Linked DNA regions of Capra hircus: region 2 is linked to region 1. Evidence: chromatin contacts called from public Hi-C data. All regions are on one chromosome and are shown on one strand. Each heading gives the region's core, a stretch centred on a gene start, on an enhancer-like site or on the middle of the called end of the contact. The rest is flanking DNA. Distances are from core to core; before and after follow the strand shown.

Region 1 (3,329 bases), core at 454-2,953:
AGTTATACAGATGCTGGCTCCATTCAAAAGGGGTGTGTGAGGCCCAATAAACAGTCCTTGTTAAAATGTCTGCTGGTTTCTACCTTCAGCATTTGACCTTGGGTCAAATATTGAGTGTAGTACATTATTCTAAATTTGTTGTTTAGTTGTTAAGTCCTGTCTGATCTTTCGTGGCCCCATGGACTGTAGCCTGCCAAGCCCTTCTGTCCATGTGATCTCCCAGGCAAGAATACTGGTGTGGGTTACCATTTCCTTCTCCAGGGATCCTCCTGACCCAGGGATCAAACCTGTATCTCCTGCACTGCAGGCAGATTCTTTACCACTGAGCCAGCTACCAGGGAAGCATTATTCTAAATAGTGCGCTCTTATTTAGGTTACCATCACTAAGGTATGTGCAGTCATTTGTCAGCCACTATAGGGCTGACTTTACATTTGCAAATTTTTAACTTTCAACTTTTGTTTTCTTTTACTTCCGGATACAGCCCATTTCCCCCCAGTTCATCACCCTTTCTTAAATGGCATGGCTTTGACTCACTGGGTTGTGTGCACCAGCCCTTTTATTGATCATCCACTACTGTCAGGTACTGGACTTAATATTCATCTGTAGTCTGACAACAATATGAAAGATGAAGCAATCTTTCCTCCAGTTTACAAAGAAAACAGGGCCTTGGAACAGGTAAACAGAGTGTGTGAGATCAGGCAGCTAGGGGCCTCAGGACGCTGTCTCAACTCAGAGCAGGAACACTCCTTCACCAGCTCCCTCCCTTTAAAGCAAATAAACTGCTCTGAAACAGTGCAGCCTCAGGGCCAGCCTTCAGTCATTCCTCACACCAGGAATGCTACATCCTGCTGTCAAATCTGAAACTGTGTGCAAGGGTATACAGGAAACCTGGGAAGGAGACTCAGATTTTTAAGGAGTCAGTGATCCCAAGAAGGTCACGAGCCACTGCCTGGGCAGGTGGTCAACTTACCCATCCTCTTAAGTTCGTGGTGCTTGCTGTCCAGGGAGTACTGCAGCGGGAGCCAGAAGTTCTGGCTTCCAGTCCCAGCCTTAGCACTATTTCTCTGAGGGCTCTTGGCCCAGGCAGCTCACCTATGGACCACAGATTTCCGTTCCCTTTTCCTCGGTCTTGATTGCCTATTTATAACTATACTTTCCTTGTCAATAATTTTTTTTAAACCATCGTTTGTATTATTCCTTTGTTTAACGTATATGGAGTCTCATTAAAAGTCCTCCCCAATTTTACACTGAGGCAGAGAGGGATAAACAGACATAAGGAAAAATAATTAGTTTTTACCAAGCCAGCTTACCTCTCTGGGCCTCAGTTTTCCACCTGTAAACTGACCGGATTGGGTCAGACTTATCTGATTGCTCGCATTCCCACTAGGCTCAAGACACAAAGCTAACTACCCAGCAACCCGCAACCCGGACCGGCGTAGTCGCTTGCGCGCTCCCCCACCTCCCTTTCAGGATCTCAGCAGCAGCTGTTTTCCCGAGAGCCTCCCTGGCCCTATCCTGCCGTCCCAATCGCCCAAGTGAACTCACCGCGCTCGCAAGGTGCCAGCTCCCCCGGGGAGCTCGGCTGCCCTGGGGACTGCGCAGCCAGGGTGGGAAAGGCGCAGTAGTCCCGGACCCGCGCTGCGCTGGAGCCTGCGCGTACTGTTCCCACAGAAGGCCGGGCGGGCGCGGCTCTGCCCACTGCTTACGTGCGTGCGCTAGGAGGCGGCGGCCCTGGCTCCTGCCTTTGTTAATTGTCCATATGCAGGCAGGTTGCTTTCCGCTGGGTGCTCCCTAGAGCGGGCCCCAGCTGCGGCGACCGCAGCAGCAGCAGCCGTGCGCTGGCCCGCAGCCAGAAGGAAGCCATGTAAGTGGGTGTCGTCGGTGCGGCGCCTGGTGGCCCGCCCGCCCGCCGCTTCAGTTAAGGCACCTACTCCTCCCTCAGGCTAGGCAGCCTCAAAACAGGGACAAGCACTTAGGCCATCTGGTAGCAATATTGACCCCAAGATCACTGAATGTCTGTGCTCTCGCCCGAATCACCAAATTTTAGGGCTGGACCTTTATTTAATTCTCAGTGTTGGCTGCCCAGGACTTCTGGGTTCCTATCCTAGCTCTCCTGGGAGCCCTTTGCGCAAACTTAGATAAATCTGCCAGTTTCCTGAGAGGGTAACAGGCAGGAAGACCAGGGGTCTCCAATCAGAGGAAATAGGCTGCAAGTGTCTTAAATTCTGTGTTGCTATGAGGACAGCCGGTTCCACCTGACTTTAACTTTTCTCAGTCCTTGAGCTAACCAATGCGTTTTTCTTATGGAAATGTTTTTCTTAAGCTATGTTAATGAAACTATGTATTTGCTTTGGAATTTGCCTTTCTTCAAAATGGTTCCACCTAAGACTAACTTCTGGCTGATAATAGCTCAACAAACCAGTATTCATATCAATTGTTTTAAGGCTGAGGGATGACGCACCTCGTGCCATCCTATCTCAAAACTGCATATTGTGGGAGAGGGGCCTGGTGAAACTCCGTCAGCCTTGAGGTGTCTCTCTCATCTGACTAATAGCTTTCTAACAGACATAAAACAGCTTGCCAAAACTAGCAGGTGGGGGCATTCTCCGTCCCGCTTCTGATGTCTGTGTCAGAAGCGTTCTCTGTCCCTTTTTTACTTTAATAAAACTCTGCTATACGAAAGCTCTTGAGTGATCAAGCCTGGTCCCTGGTCCTCAAGCTTAAATCTTCAGAGATCACAAATCCGACATGTTCACCGTAAGCTATCACTCCCTGCACCGCAGTTTCCTTGTCTGTGATTCATAGTAATGAGCGGGACACTGAATGCACCAAGTATTCAGCAGTCAACACCACAGACAAAGTCCCTGCCCTCTTGGGGTGAGCCGGATGATGAACACACACTTGAAAGTGATCATTACATGAAAAGCACAGAAAGTTTCATGTCAGGGCAACTAAGTCTTATTTATGGAGTCACGAAAGGACTAGATTAACTTTTCTAAATCCTCCAATTCTAATATTCATTCTTATTCTCATGTAAATTTTATCATTATTATTAATGATAGCGCTAGTAATATTGCTTACTCAGTGCCAGGTACTATACTAAACATTTTATTTGTATTTCCTCATCTATCAGATTCAAAACTTCTCTAAGAAAAAGGTATACTTTCATCATCCTCATTTAGAGAGAAAAATTGAAGCTAAAGAAAGTATAATAACTTGTCCACTATCACACAGGACCAGTACTCAAATTCAGACAGTCTGAGGCCTCAGGTTGCTTAAGCACTACTTTGCACCCACAAACATATGAAGATTAAAATGGTGTTGTGTC
Region 2 (3,536 bases), core at 330-2,829, 99 kb after region 1:
CGGGAACTTAGTCCCCTGACCAGGGATCAACCCCGTGCCCCCTGCTGTGTAACGGTCAAGTCCTAACCACTGGACTGCCAGGAGACGCCCTCCAATTGCTGCTTTAAGTCATTAAGTTTTGAGTCAGTTTGCTACACAGCGATAGCTGACTGAAATGCCCACTTGAGCAACTTTAAAATATCAGGATGTGTTACTGGGTGTTTTGTTTGAATGAGGGCCTTTTTGAGAGGTGGTGGTGGGAAAGGTCAAGACGACAGGTCAAATGAATGGAGCTTGAGAATTGAGATTCTAGGACGATGAGGAGAGGAATTTTGCTTTTCAGTGGCTGGGAACTCAGCTGGTGGGAGAGAGAGGCCAAGGTCAAGGGTTCAGTTCAAGAGGCTGACTGGCAATGGATGGGAAGGTGAGTGCAGAGGGATGGTCAGGAGATCATGAGGCTGGCCCTGGGGCTCTGAAATCACAGATCACTGGGTCCTTACAAGGTTAGAAGGCCCAGGTCTGGAGAAACAAGTGTTACACTTTTGATGCTTCTACCCTCTTGTGTTTCTTTTTCATTATCCTGTTTTATTTAGGATTTAACCTTCTAAATCATCTCAAATCCCTTTTGAAAGTGGGTGGGAGGCAATGGCTCACAGTCTTCTGAGAGCTGGGATTAACCCTGGAACCCAACATGAGGGACCAGAGCTGGCAGACAGCCCCCTGACTCCACTGGCTTTTCTTGGGAAAGGCCCTCCAGTGTGTGAATGTGTGAGTGTGTGTGAGTGTATTTGTGTACAAGTTGTGTGTGTGAGTGCTTGTGAGAGGTGGGTGAAAAAAATGGGTGTGTGCTTGTATGTGCTTGAGAGTATGAATGTATGTGAATTATGCGTGTACACAAGTGTGAGTATGAAGAAAGTTGGGTGAAACTGGATGTGGATTCGTGTGTGCAAGCGTGTTTGTGTGAACGTGCGTGTGATCATGAATGTGTGTGTTGGTGCGATATGAATGTCTGTGTGTGTATCAGTTGGGTGTGATGTGGGTGGAAATGCGTGTTAGTGTGTTGAGAGCATGCTGATGGGAGAACAGGAGTGTATGCTGAGTGTGTGTGGGTTAAGTCCATCCCCATCACAGCATCAGCGTGATCTTCAGAAAACCTAGTTTTCTGGATTGGTTCACAGACAAAGAAAGTGCTGGGTGTGAGCTGCTTCTAGGACCAGCCCCCTACCCGACCCTGTGACCCTTCCCCACAGACTGTCCCGGCAGCCTCCCCGCCCCCATCCCCACCCCCGCCCCACCCCCCTTCCTCTGCCCTTGTGGCCTCCTTCAGCAAGCTGATCACGGCTGGGGCATCCCCACCTCGCCCCTGCCCCTGCACCGCCCCGCCCCAGCCCCAAGGCTGCTCTGGCCCTCCGCGGGTAGGAGAGTGATGAGGGGTGGGCCGCCCCGCCCCAGGGCCGAGATCCAAGAGAATGCCGCTGCGCCAGAGGCCCTTGTGAAACTTTTTCCTGACAGCAGTGAGGCTGAAAATCCCCAGGCCTCCGCCTTCGTGGACTGACGAGGTCACGGCTCCCTTGCGCTGGGATCCCGCTCTCTGCCGCCCTCTTCTGGGCGTCCGTCGCCTGCGGACGCAGAGGGAAGCCGGCCTCGAACCGCACCCCACCCGCTTTGCTGCCACACAGGGCTCAGGGGGACGCTTTCCAAGGCCTAGGATCCGAGTTTATTGTCTCTTCGATGCTTATTGCAGGTCTGACACTCGCTGGATGCCAGGAAGAGAAAATGAATGTATACATTGGCTCACTGGTCGAAGGGGAAACTGAGGCCCAGGTCGGGGAACCCAGTGAGCTGGTTGCTCACGCAGAATGCAGACTATCAAGTGCCCAAGGCTTGCCCTCCCGTAGCTTCATGGATACGGGGAGGCGGGCGAGTCCTGGCCTTTTCCTGCTCAGCATGAACCTTTCTCAGCTCACTGGGTTGCCCTACTAATTGGAGCAACGGGGCCAGACTGGGGAAGTGGGCGGTGAGGAGCAGAACCCAGCCTGCCTCTTCCGGGCGCCCAGGCCAGTCCTACGGCGACTTTGCTGAGCTGGCGGCCCACGCCCGGGTGCACAGTGTTGCTGACACAGACACACCCGGGAGCCTAAGGGTGTGTGTGTGTGTGTGTGTGTGTGTGTGTGTGTGTGTGTGTGTTGGGGGAGGGGGAACCTAGGCGCGTCCACCCCACCCACTGCCTCTGCTATAGAGTCATTATCCCTCGGGGTAGAGGGAGACACCAGAGGCTGAGTTGCCAAAGGCCCTTCCAGGTGTTCAAGCCTCTCCCACCAGACCCAGAAGCTCCCCAGGGGGGCTCGTTTGCTCTCTTGGGCTGCCCTGGGCGTGTCCCTCCAGTGAGACAGGGCCACCTGGTTCCCAGCCTGGGGCTCCCAGAGATAGCCCACTCCCTTCTTTACTAGTTACTCAGTGCAGAAAAAGGGGAAGCACAGAGACGCAGAAAGAAAGCAAAACCACCTGAGGTACCAACCAGTGATCAGCCCCACTCCCCAAATAGGCCCATTCACTCTGCTGTTGCCGGAGGCTAAATGGATTCCTCCCTGTCCACCTTCTCCAGGACTGAACCTCTCCTTCCTGACCTCTCCGGGCGGCCTCACCCAGTCCACCCAGCCACTGTCCCTTGAACCCAGATTGTCTCCACCTCAAGGATAGGCCTCTGTGACCTCCCTCCTGTTCTGTCCCTTCCCCCATTATGCCTGCCTCCATGATGGCCCAGGGGCCCTGTGGGGCCGTAGGGTCTAAGATCTCATTTCTAAGTGAGATGACTGGGTCAGCCAGTCTTCTGCTGTGAAACCTGCCCTGGGCCTTCAAGGCTCCACCAGTCCTGCCTAACGCCACCCCAGCCATTATTCCTTCCCACCGCAGGTCTATAGGAATGGTTAGTTTCCTTTTGGGCTGGCTTCCCCTGACGTTTTGTGATCTAAGTGAGCAGGAGCTGCGTCCACTTTATTGCTATGTCCCCAGTGCTTAGCCGAGGGCCTGGCACAGTGTGGCCTCTCAGTAAATGTTCACCGGAAGGAACGTAACTGGTTGGGGCAAACCAATTCACTCCTGTTAGTAATAATAAGAAGCTTTTAGCCAGCATGTATTATGTCCAGGCATTGTGCTGTATGCGTTACAAGAATTGCTCATTGTCCTTAGCACTACTTTCTAAGATGATGGTATTATTTTATTTACTTATTTATATTTTGGCTGCACAGCTTGTGGGATCTTAGTTACCCCACCAGGAATTGAACCCGGGCCCTTGACAGTGACAGCACAGAGTCCTAACCACTGGACTACCAGGGAATTCCCTAAGGTGATGCAATTATAATATCCATTTTCCAGATGAGAGAACTGAGGCCGAGAGATACTAAGTGATTTGATCAAAGTTATATCCAGGATTCCACCCAAGCCCATGACGTGCTGTCCTAGACTGTTGGGTTTGTCTGCTCCTGCCTTGTAAGCACATTGGCTTCCTGCTCCCTTTTCCCACACTCCTTCTTCTGGGCCCAAAGGCTCTTCCATTT

Evidence for each region. A called contact is a pair of places that touch in the nucleus more often than the background predicts.
Region 2: a Hi-C map of liver shows a contact between it and region 1, with 5 times the contacts expected there. The contact joins the enhancer-like site here to the promoter of ARHGEF37 in region 1. A contact is called at or near these places in 2 of 5 Hi-C or Micro-C datasets (blood and liver).

Annotation. Positions count from the first base shown.
Region 1 is chr7:49,491,562-49,494,890 of ARS1.2, forward strand. It overlaps ARHGEF37 (rho guanine nucleotide exchange factor 37), which reads right to left and starts at 1,704. Exons shown (of 13, transcript XM_005683157.3): 1 at 1,547-1,704.
Region 2 is chr7:49,590,887-49,594,422 of ARS1.2, forward strand. No RefSeq gene overlaps it. Among named protein-coding and RNA genes, the nearest start is that of MIR145, 13 kb to the right of the region's middle. Within about 2 kb of position 1,580, at least 4 of the 5 cell types and tissues checked have an H3K27ac peak or open chromatin away from gene starts, as enhancers often do.